Linked DNA regions of Mus musculus: region 1 is linked to region 2. A link is a contact called in public promoter capture Hi-C data. All regions are on one chromosome and are shown on one strand. Each heading gives the region's core, a stretch centred on a gene start, on an enhancer-like site or on the middle of the called end of the contact. The rest is flanking DNA. Distances are from core to core; before and after follow the strand shown.

Region 1 (6,186 bases), core at 1,665-4,164, 2.5 Mb before region 2:
CAGACTCCTAGGAAGGTACAAAATGAAGGGTTCTGTGGTGCAGTTCAAAGACATTAGCACTGTGCAGGCTTCTACCTTCACAATCATTGTACAGGGGCAAGTTTCCAGAAAAAATAAATTTCTGTTCGTGAATCATAGTTTAAATTTATGTATGAGTATGCCATGACAGCACCTGTTTGTTTATATATTAATTGTAAGTAATATAATAAAATTGCATGGAGAAAGTGGACTGTTGAATTCTACAAGCCCCTAACTAGCTTACCCCATAGAATGATAAAGTCTTATATTGCCTGAATTTTTTCACTGTTTCACCACTCTTCTTATTTCAGCTAAGCACAGACTAAACACTAAATAAGTTACAAATTTTTAACAGTGGGGTAAAAGTAATAATTAAACTAAATTACAGGAGGCTAAATAGATGAAAGGCTTTCTATCACTTAAGAGGATGCTTTACTTCTGTGATAGCTCATGAAATAAGTCATGGACTTAGTAAAAATATTATAAACACAATTACGTAAATCAAGAATAAGAGATGGTGAAATAGAATTATATGAAGTTTCCCATGTCTTGAGTTGCATATTGGTAAACATTTGTGGCCTGTGTTTGTATGTATGTATGTATATATGTATGTATGTATGGATGGATGGATGAATTTTTTTGTTTGTATAGGACATCATATAGACCCATGATTCTGAGTCTGATTTATATTATAAGAGCAACACTGGCTTTGGAATAAGGTGAGTTATATCATCTCTGTATGGCTTTCTGGATGTTTATTATACCCACTTGAGTATTTTTGTTAAGGTTTTATTACATTACTTAATGCCACACAAAAAAGCACTGAATGCAAATCAGAACTATGACATCCAAACAAATGAAGATAGCTATGTTCAAAGAATGAAAAGAGAACATATTCAGAGAATTCTTCTTCTCAGACTGGTACAGATTCCATTTTATGAGGTTTCAATATAGTGACACTTGCAAAGTCACAAGCCCTTCATTTAAAAAAAAATAGCATTTTTTCCCTTCAGGTTCCTCTTTCTGGTTGGATCTATGTGTTCATTTTTGGAGAATGACTCATTGCCAAGATGTTACCTAGCTCCAGTCTCTGCTTGGTTTTGTATTCACTGCAGAAAGACATTTAACAAAAGGCACTTTTATTCCTTGGTAGCTATTATCTCAGTTAGCCAGTGCTTACAGATTTCATTTCAGTGTTGACAATAACTGACTTTTCAAGATGAGGCTGAGTATTTTGACTTGTAAGTATCATTTAATTGATACTTAAATGATAATTTGACATCACAGAGCTCAAGGTGGAAGTATAAAGGAAGTTGTAATTGTAACGAAGGTGAGAATTCTTTCTTACAAAGCAAACTTCACAAGCATTTTCCTGGATAAATTCAGGTCTTCATATGTCACCACAGGGTGGCAGTATCTACTGATGAGATAACATTAAAGTAACAACCACATGAATGCTTAAGTGAGCATTGCTAAGGAAATCATCATCTCGATATTCAGAGGAGATCTCAAGTCCATAAGCTAGTAGTTTTGTCTCATATGTAATATAATTTTACTCTGGAGTGGAGCATAGCTTCCCATTGATACCAAACTACAACATTCATTCCATATGAGGCAGTTGAACTTCTAGTACTGAACTTCTAGATAACAGGATTATTGTACATGTTAGGCAGATGTACATGCTGTAAAGGCTTATTTTTCCCCCAGTAAAATATAAAATCATACTTTCAGCAAGGCTTAGAGGAAATAAAGACATAGAATTAGAGAATTAAGAATTCTGCGTTTAACAAACATCCTGGAAAATATTGACAATGTTATTGGGCAGATTGATAATGTATTTCTCACACAGAATTTCTACTTATGCTTAAAGAGTGATGTCAAAAAAGAAACTACTGGAATTTTAAGTAAGCTCCTTAAAAACATGATAACTTGTGACAGGCAAGGTTTGTCAGCAGATAAAGGCATTTGCTGACAAGTTTGACGACTTAAAATTCAGTCCCCAAGATCCACATGATAGAAGCAAAAGACTCCCAGAAATCAGAAATTTTCCTCTGTCATCCACATGTGTTGTATGGCATATTCATATCCTAACACTCAGTACTAAATAAATAAATAAATGGATAAATAAATAAATAAATGGAAGGAAAGAAAGAAAGAACAAAAGAAGGAAGGAAGGAAGGAAGGAAGGAAGGAAGGAAGGAAGGAAGGATAAGGAGAGAGAGAGAGAGAAAGAAAGAAAGAAAGAAAGAGAGAGAGAGAGAGGAAGGAAGGAAGGAAGGAAGGAAGGAAGGAAGGAAGGAAGGAAGGAAGGAAGGAAGGAAGAGAAAGAAAGTCTGAAGAGAAGAGTTTCAAATTTTATTAACAACAATGAATTTGTGACACCTAGTATTGATGTACTCAAAAGAATGATATGGTAGATCAAGAACAATATGATATTGTAGACTTCCGTTTTGGACCCAGCAACATTGTTTTGTGAAGCACAGAAAACTTTCCACTGTAGGCATTTGAAGCATTTGGTGACAGAATGAATAGAATATTATTACAGCATAACTGTACTAATGACTCTTGGCATCAAGTTTAATAAAGGTGATTGAAAACAGGTGTCTTTCTGATGGGGTTACAGCCCAAACAAATGAGGAAAATGTGCTGGAATTTTGTGAGGGGAAAATGTAAGGAAAATAAGGCTGGCTTTGTTGATTTTTTTCTTGTATTTACTTTCTAGCCAGAAGTAGAGTAATATCCCATTATAATTTTATTCTTGTTTCGATGCTGCAGTAAGAGTCTGCTTCTGAAGTTTGTTTTCTGAGTCCTTTCTTCAAAGTCAGTCCCTTCTGGGTAGCTGCTGACATTCTTAGTTTAGAATCACCAGAAGCAGACCTTAGGCAAGGATATGAATATAAGCAGAATACTTGGAAGGAAGTCATAAGTAGGGTTCAGAAACTGAGCAAATGAAACACAGACATTCTGTTAACATTTAAAATGAAGAAATATTTTGAGTATAGGTTACATCGTATGCAATGTGCTGTATATATACTAAAAGGGTTATTTTTAAAACACATGAAATTCAAATTTAGTTGGACATACTGCATTTTAGCATGTAATCCCAATTTCATGAAGCCAGCTGAAGGTATGACTCAGGCAAGGGAAGGATACCAATGAAGAGTTTATGAATGAATAACTCATTGATGTAGCAACCACACGGCATAAACCAAAATATTGGCAACTATAAAGTGTTCTACCTCCATTGAGTCTTTGGAAGATCACTACAACCCAGTTCATATCATAGTGAGGAGGTACAAACAGAACTCTGTGGTGTTTTTCTGTTCTTGATGTTCATTTTAACTGTGACACACAGTTTTACATTATATGTGTGCTGTTTTCCAGAGGGAACTAAAGTTTTCTTGGCCAGTGGCTTCTCAAACTAGCTAGGTATCAAATGGATATGACACTTTGAAATGGCTGATTTGGAAACTCGAATACATAGTAGGAAACAAACAAACAAAATAAAACTTAGGAAATTGCAGCTCTAGTTAGTACTCAAGGAAGATTGTAAGTTGCAAGAGGCCCTGCTGTCACTGGACAGCTAAAAGAGCTGGAGATAGAGAAACGTTCAGTCTGCTTGGTGGAAGCTGGAATTGTAGGCTGGGTCTTTATGTCTTTACCTTCTTTCAGGTATCTACAAGCCTGAGAGAAGGCAAGAACAAGTACTGAAGACAGGAACCTGAAGGGAGACAGTACAGAAAAACTGTTTACAGGCATGCTTCCAACCTTACAATCAACTATAAGCCTATGCTGTAAAGATGGACCATACTGGGCTGGGCTCTCGTGCATCAACTAACAACCAATAAATTCTCAAAAGATAGGCCCAGAGGCCAAGCTGATTGAGCTAATCCTTCAATTGTGCTTCCTTTTCCCCAAATGTGTCACCTTGACAACCAAGATCAACTACCACAGAGGGTATGCTAATATTCAGAAAGAAAATTAATTTTTAAAAGTATTTCATGAAAATTATCTACACACCTGGTTTGGGGACATAGACCTATGGCCAGCTCAGGTACAGATAGATAAAAGTAGACTTGGCATTAATGTTACTCAATGAGCCATATTAGTAAAATAGCTAGAGTCAAATATGCATGCAAAGCTTCCAATCCAGAAAGGCTTAGCAAATCTGGCCAAATAGTCCTACAGTAATACTGCCTTTTTAATATGAAAAAATGTAGATTAAAAAGGTAGGTGATGTCTGATAAAGCTTAAGACAAAGACTTCAGTATTACAATTCTGAGATTTCTGGAAGTTAGTATAAAATGGAAAAATATGTTTGGGTTTTTTTGTTTGTTTGTTTTTGTTTTTGAAAATCCCAATAAATTCTGAGTGAATAGAAAGCATATACTCATGGCATTAAATTTTGAAATAAGCTAACAGCAGATTTCATGAATAGTTAAGAAAGAGAAATCAATGCCACTATCTGAAGTGTCTGTTTTGTAACTATCCCTGATCCTTCAGCTCATGGGTCTACGTGAACAAGGAGAGGAGAAATTTTAAGAACCAGACTTGTTAGTGACTCCATTTTCATTTGCAGATTCATATATGAACTCATATGTGCACACTTATATGGGCATACACAATACCTGTGCTAACTCTAGGTAGACAAAAGTCCCAGAATGGTAAAGCATAAATGGATATATAACTACACCAATAGCCAAGTAGCTAGTCACAATTAATAGCTGCTTGGAGAAGGAAGTCAGTTTTGTTCAATGGGGTAGCACTGTGTATTTCACTAGATAACAAAAATCGGATTCCATGTTTTGAGTGTTTTTTTTTCTACTGTTTTAGGTTTGTTTTTCATTTAAAAGAGAGAAGGAAGAAAAAGTTGTGTCAGTTGGATGAAGGAAGCATCTGAGAGAAATTGGAGAAAGAGAAAAAATATGACCATATATATTGTATTACATTCTCAAAAAATGAATTGAAATACTAAACATACTTTCAAAAAATAATAAGGTCAAACAGTTTTTCTTTCAGCTTATTTTGAATATTAAAATATACATAAGATTAACCACTACCTCAGAGTTCTTGACTGCAGGTGCATATGTATCAAAAGATGGCCTAGTCGGCCATCACTGGAAAGAGAGGCCCATTGGACATGCAAACTTTATATGCCCCAGTACAGGGGTAACACCAGGGCCAAAAAGTGGGAGTAGGTGGGTAGGGGAGTAGGGGGGAGGGTATGGGGGACTTTTGGGATAGCATTGGAAATGTAAAGGAGGAAAATACCTAATATATATATATATATATATATATATATATATATATACATACACACACACACACATACATACATACATATATATACATATATATATACATATATATATAAGAACTTATGTGCAGAAAAATGGTAGAGGCTTCATAGTTTCCTTCTGCGGGATATTTCTGCCTGGTTTATAGTGATCTGAAACAACCCTGACACAGATATTATTGGAGATACAGGGTGCTACCCCTTCAAATCACTACTAAGACCATACAATTCCTAAAGACAGACATGTTTTTATGAGACATCACATTATTTTTGTATGATATTTCATGTTGGAGTAAGTACATGTTCAGTTGTTTATATTAATTTGCTATTCTAACTTCAGGCGTATTTCAGAAGAGTTGATACAGAGTACTGTCATCAGTCACTACCAAGCCATGGACATAGTCTCTTAGTCTCATCCCATACTTAAATTATCTAGCAGAACCATAAAAAATGTATTCCCAACAGCTAATACTCTACTTCTCTACAAATATTCCATATGTCCCTCTATACATTTAAATAATTAAAAATGAAACTAGTAGTCACTAGCAATAAGATGATACCATATTAAGATTATTTTATATGATTTCTTATCCCTATCACTAAATGTTCAAGTTTTCACTTGTTTGCTACCACTTCCTCTGCCTCCTGATCATACTTCTTTTTTCTTAGTTAACATTCACGTGTCCAAACCCATGGCTATCCTTAGCAATTTTCAGTTCATTTGTATTACAATTATCAGAAAACATTAAGTTCTTTGTAACAACAAAAAGCATATATCTAATCCTTTTTGATGAATTTTAAACTTTCAATGTAACATTTTAGAAATAGTCCAATCTTAGTTTTCTAACCAATATTATCTGTATCATTTACCT
Region 2 (6,390 bases), core at 1,626-4,125:
TATGTACACATACAATCACAAACAAAGTGAACAAAATTAAAAGTAATAAAAAGACTCAATGTTGAAGTAATAATAATATATCTAAGTTATCTTACAGGCCTTGATTATTGATGGTTCTTTCCAGTATCCACGCGTGTGGAAGGCACACCGAGGCCAGTCTAAGCTACAAAGGGAGACTGTCTCAAAAATATCATCTTACAAAAATTCAACACTTCCTAGACATATTTTTGGCTAATTGTCCCAACTGAGAAGTCCTGTATGAAATGTCCTTGTCCAAGGCACAGCAGCCCTGAATCACTCTGCAAGGTTTCTAGGCCTTTATTCTGGGATCCTCCTGACAGAAAAAAAAAAAAAAAAAAAAAAAAAAAAGCCAAATCAGCTTTCCCCCTCTAGCAGTGAAGAATCTCTGATACAGCACAGCTCAGGGCCAAGCCAGCAGTTTTTAGATACCATTTGGAAATATCCAGTAGAGCAAATGTCAAGCCTTGTCACCTGATCTGGAGTTTTTGGGACAGAGGTTTCTGCTGTAGTCTTTCAGCTAACAAAACTCAGGGTTAGCAATAGCAATTGAAACGTTAAGTGACAATAGAGTATAATTGGTGTGTCAAAAGGCTCTGTTTAAAAAAAAAAAAAAAACAGTTCTGTTTGATCTGTTTAAAGAATTAATGGCCTCATTTTAAAGACAAGGAAACTGAGGTTCAGAGAGGAAACTTGATCCAAGTCTGTGGCTCTAAAGGACCCAAGCTTTCCTTCCCTGTGAGCACAACAGGATCTCTTTCAGATTAATCAGCATGTTTTACTGCTCACTGCTAGGCACTGGAACATAGAGCTGGGTGAAATAGACAGGCAGGGGTATTAATCACAAGTTCTAGTCCTGAGGTTGCTGAGTGCCCAGGAGAAGTAATTAAGTCATGTGGGTGGTTCATTTTATTTGTAGTACTTATGTCTAAAAGCCATCATTAATCCTTTTAGGAAGAGGCAGGGGTTGATAGATCAGGGTTATAAACAAAGGCCGGTAGGGAACTAGGGAGGGATTAACTCCCACTCAGAAATCCAAGTCCTAGAGGATGTGGCATTTTGGTTGGGGCTGAGGAACCAAAAGAATACAGGGGAGGGACACACCATGTCCACTCCCTTCCTAAAGGCAAGTAAAAATAGAACTATGGTCAATTCTTGCTAAATATTTGTCTTTAGAACAGTTACATGGCCCTCTCATTTAGTCCCTTATTTCTTACATAGGTAGGCCTCTAAAGACACACCCAGAAACAACCTCACATTGAAAAACAGAAAATTCACACAAAACACACACCAGTGTGCATGCATTAATATCTTAAACATATCACATGAAAATACAAGTTCTTATATTTGCAGACTCACACATACAATCTTCACAGAGAGACTTACAAATGTGTTTATGCTTTCATACACAAGCTCCAACATATCCTCTCCCCACCCACTACTCACTCAGGCAAATAAATGCATGCTTTTGTTAACACACAGGAGTTCACACACAAATCTCATCCTGCCTGTCTGGTTAGAGGAGAATGACTAATGGGAAATCATGCACAAAGGCAAGCATCCTAGGAGAGGCCACGACTGGGTTTACAGTGAGGCTGTTGGGATGGAATTAAGCCATCAGATGACAAACTTGTCCTGCCAGATTGCACCTAAAAGTTGCTCAGCTGAGGCTACCATGTCCCGCAGCGCTGGATCCTGGGTGATGGTGCAAGTTTGCCTGCCTGATTTCCAACTTCCTCCAGAGTTTAATGTCATCCAGGGTCAAGCTCTGTTATCAGCCCAACCCCAATGCAGGCAACAGGCAGGAATCTCTGGGGACTCAGAGGCAATGCGGGCTGCTTTCCAACCTTAGGCTTGTCCTGACATAGTGCAACCCCAAGTGGTTAGCATTAATGACGGTTTACAACCGTGGGCCAAGCATTGGGTTAAACCCTTCAAGTACATGATTTCATTTTCACAACTCTGTGAGGGGGATGGGGTGTGCCCTCTCATCTCACCATTTACGTGGTTAAGAAAACTGCTTGAGCCACAAAACCACTCAGCAAGAGAGACAAGGAGCTGAAATTCAACCTGGTCATATTCTATTCTTTCCGAGGTTCTGAGCATAAACTGTGCATGCCAGTTTGTCTCCTCCACACCCTCTTGTGCTCAGGATGGGGCTCCAGGCCGTCCCATCTGGCTTAGTGCAGGCCCATGCCATCAGCAGGTGCTTAGTGGGGGCACAGAAGTTGGCTTGCTGAAGCCATCAGCAAGAGCTTTAATTTCCCCATCTCTGAAATGGGGTTGACAGTGTTGATACCGCAGGGCCAAGGCCGGCTGTCTTGAGCAACAGAGTGAGAGCCGAGCTCCATCTAATATATTAGCTGCCACCACCCTCGCCCGTCGCGGGGATGTAACCCAGCCCCCGCCCGAGTCCGGGTGCGGTTCCGGCGCCCCCATTGTTCAGAAGGGTGGAGACGCTGTCCACAGGGGACTCCCCGCCCCGGGTCCAGCTCGCAGCCCAGTGGAACAGATGATTTGGCCTGGAATCTGCCGCGCGGGCCGCGTCCTTTGTCTGCTCGGCGGCGTTGGATGCCCAAGGCCCGCGCCCCGCTCTGTGGGTAGACAAAGCCGGAGCCGCAGCGAACCCAGCCGGCTCCAACACCTCTCGCGCCTCCCGACGTCCCGCCCTCTTCCCTTGGAGTCCTCTGATTGGTCTGCGCCGTTACAAAGAGGCCGGGGAGCGGGCGGATCACGTGGGCCAACGCGGCTTCCGATTGGCCAGGCTTCGCTGCCTATCGAGGAGGGCGGGCAGTGCGCGCTCCGCCCAGTCGCTCCCTCCGCGTTGAGGCCCGCCCGCGGGGCCGGCCGCCTGTCAGAGGGAGGTGGCGATGGTGCTCTTGGTGGCGGCAGCGGCGGCAACGCTTTCCTTGGTCGGACGGCAGGGAGGAGAAGATGACTGACCGATCGACTGGATGAATGAATGAATGGCGGAGCCGAGCGCGCCATGAGGAGCCTGCCGAGCCTGGGCGGCCTCGCCCTGTTGTGCTGCGCGGCCGCCGCAGCCGCTTCCACAGCCTCGGCAGGGAATGTCACCGGTGGCGGCGGGGCCGAGGGGCAGGTGGTCCCGTCGCCCAGCCCGGGGCTTCGGGACCAAGCCAGCAGCCCCTTCCCTAAGACCGCGGCTCCCACCGCGCAGGCCCCGCGGACCGGTCCCCCGCGCACCACAGTCCGCAAAACCGGGGCTACAACCCCGTCAGCCGGCTCCCCGGAGATCATTCCTCCTCTTCGCACCAGCGCACAACCCGCTGCCACCCCCTTCCCGGCTCTGGACCTCTCGCCCGCCACCCCTTCGGAGGACGGACACACTCCCACCACGGAATCACCACCCTCCAGACCCGCGCCCACCACCCTTGCGAGCACAGTTGGCCAGCCGCCGACCACCTCTGTAGTCACCACCGCTCAGGCTTCCAGCACTCCAGGGACCCCAACTGCCGAGTCCCCGGACAGAAGCAGCAACAGTAGCGGAGTCCCGCCCACCGCACCTGTCACCGAAGCCCCTACTTCTCCTCCCCCAGGTGAGTCCTCTGGACCTTCCCCCAGGCACTGCCTATTTACACACCGGCCTCGTCACCCTGGCCGCTTCTTGCCCAAGAGCTTCCCAAGGGAAGATCCGAGCTCCAGTTAAAGTAAACCCCCAATCCCTCCAAATCTAGAAAGTCTTTTGTCCCCCAACCTGGTGCCATGCTCCATCCAGAGGGAGCTGCTGCTATATGGAAGGCTTAGGGTCTCTTCCTAAAACAGGGTTTTCTGGCCTTTGTCAGAGTCCCAGAATGGACACAAACTTTTGTATTGGATCCGCCCAGAAGGCCACCCTACCTGGGATATTTGGGGGAAAGTTTGAAAGCTAGGATGGTGCTTTATCAATGCGCAGGTAAAAACCTTTACGGGATTCCCCCAGATGAACAATGTAGTTTGCTTACAAACAGAAACGGCATTGTAGTCCGTGTTTTCTCTGCAAATAAGTAGATTTTATAGGTCATTTGGGACAGGTGTGTATCTAGGTTGAGCAAGTTTATAAATTAGGTTAAATCCCTTCCTTGCACCACTTCATTCTGTCTCAGTTCCAAGGTCAGTAATTGAGCAAATGCCATTTGAGCAGGGATGCCCATCTTTGCCCCTTTTTAAAGTAGGATGTTCATTACTGCTGATGCTGACATGCCAATTTCTGTTTGAACTCACAATAGGAAATGCAGCTCTTCTGCTGGTGAAAGTGTTCAAGCAAAGTTAAGATACAACTGCTGTTCTTTCACCCTTTTGCATCTTAAATAGGCCAGGAACTCAACCAATAAGGCCTACGTCTTTAAGAAATTCAGCAAGTTTTCTGAGATCTTTTGCTTTGCATTGGGGTGGAGATTTGCCCAGAGCACTTACTTGTCTAGCTTGATCTGATTGTTGACCTAATTCTTAGGCTCAGTGGTTTACTGTGGAGTCAGGTATGAAGTTTGGACTATAATTGAGTTGGTAGAAGATTTTCCCAGATGGTTAAGCCTTGAATCGTATGTTGGAGCTTGGCAAAGGCACAAGTAGGAATGCAGATTATTCACCCCCAAAAGCCACATTTGGATCTCTTTTAGCTTCAAGGAATGTACTAACTAGCTAGTTTTTAAACCTTTCATGCTTTTTAGCTTTTTATAAAGAGAGATTGACATATTACTAAAAGTTAGACTAGTACCTAAGTCTAGACTCTCGAGTCCATTTTTAGGTTTGAATTCCATCTTATTGCCCCCCTTTGTCAACATAAGTATGGACAGGTTCTTGTGATCTTACTTTCTTCAACCTTCAGATGCAGGTTATCATAGTCCTTATAGGTTTGCTGTGCAAATTATGTAGAATGGACTGAGTGTGTATACTACACATGTACTGAGGAAGCAAATACAAGAGGATCAGGAGTTCAAAGCCAGCCTAGGCTACATAATACATTTAATACAACCTGGAGTGAATGGCAAGACTCAAGAAAGAAAGAAAAACAGTAGAGAGAGGTTAGGAGAAGAGAGAAGAAAATTCACTAAGTCAATGTATACCTAACTAGTGCTTAGAATAGTTCCTGTGCTTGATAAGCACCTGTGTGTTGTGTTTTATTTATGACCAGCTCTGTTTTCTGATTCGAAAAATATGGAGAAGCCAAGTGGGGATTTGTGACTTCTATACCTTGTTTTAGTAAATAGAAAAAGGATGAGTTAGAATGTCTGGAGTTTTAAGCACATAATATTTAACTAGCAATTGCTTCCTTTTGATAGTATCTGATAAACATACAGTTAATGTCATTTCACTTTTGACATTTTAAGAACACAAAGATAATCCTTATTGCCAAAAAAGATAATCAGAAACCTAAAAGAAAATGACAACAGTCATTCCTCCACTGCTCTCTAGTTCTGGTTCCTAGTGGACCTAGAGGTTACTCCTCATAGCAGTTTGTTCCATCTTAAAAGTTTTCTTTCTGGGCATATATCAACACAGTTGTATTTTCAAATAAGCTTTAGGGCTCAGGGGTAGAAACTTGTTTAATATGAATAATCACCATCAAAACTTAACTAGTTAGTAATTTGTAAAATTAAAATGGAAATATATATATATATATTTCCATCTTGATATAGTCACTTAACTATGTAACATAATTTTTAATTTTTAAAAAATTTTTTTCATGTAAGTACCTTGGTTCTGCCTGTATTCCTTCCAATAGTATTTTTCATTGTAAATATGGACAGAGAAAGTGGACTTGTTTAACCAGTTTGTTATTAATTCATTTAACAGTTCCATATATATATATATATATATATATATTGCTTTGAAAAGCACAGAGAATTCATCATGTATTTATTATATTCTCTGATAGTTTGATACCAAATCAGCACTTAGAATTTAAATCAATTTTAAGTGAAACCAAACTGGGTTCATGGATATTTACCATTTGAACTGTTTTTCATAATTTCTATAGGCCATAATTTCTATATGGCTGTCTTTCTGTAGCAAACACTTCAGGATATCAAATTGAGGTCATTCACCTTTGTGTAAATAGTGTGTCACTTAGAGTCTTCTGTGAATTCATTTACAGAATTGTCTGTGTTTAGTTCTCAGTAGCTTGACTGACTTTGTGGCCTACTGGTATTCAATTTTAGCCTTACAGTGATATATTCAAGGTGACTTTTTAATTATCGCATGGACTCCAATATACTTTAGATAGTAAGTATAGCTCTTCAGCAGAGGAAAAACTTCTATATGAATTTGAAAGAGCTGATTTGGCTTGCAAAGCTGGATTTCCTGCCATTGGGCAAGATGGTTGTAGAATTTTATTTCAACATTTCTATGAGAACTGGTTACCGTCTAATATAT

The links. Promoter capture Hi-C pulls out the DNA fragments that hold promoters and counts their contacts.
Region 1: a contact with region 2 is called in a promoter capture Hi-C map of second pharyngeal arch cranial neural crest, with 12 times the contacts expected there. The contact joins the enhancer-like site here to the promoter of Megf9 in region 2. A contact is called at or near these places in 7 of 39 promoter capture datasets (cranial neural crest, frontonasal cranial neural crest, hippocampal neurons and 3 more) and 4 of 115 datasets of contacts at active chromatin or transcription factors (astrocytes, embryonic forebrain, embryonic limb bud and 1 more).

The regions. Positions count from the first base shown.
Region 1 is chr4:73,038,134-73,044,319 of GRCm38.p6, reverse strand. No RefSeq gene overlaps it. Among named protein-coding and RNA genes, the nearest start is that of Gm25769, 73 kb to the left of the region's middle. Within about 2 kb of position 2,914, at least 2 of the 459 cell types and tissues checked have an H3K27ac peak or open chromatin away from gene starts, as enhancers often do. A contact at or near this core is called in second pharyngeal arch cranial neural crest, where this site is marked.
Region 2 is chr4:70,531,413-70,537,802 of GRCm38.p6, reverse strand. It overlaps Megf9 (multiple EGF-like-domains 9), which reads left to right and starts at 2,875. Exons shown (of 6, transcript NM_172694.2): 1 at 2,875-3,575. The coding sequence starts at 2,981.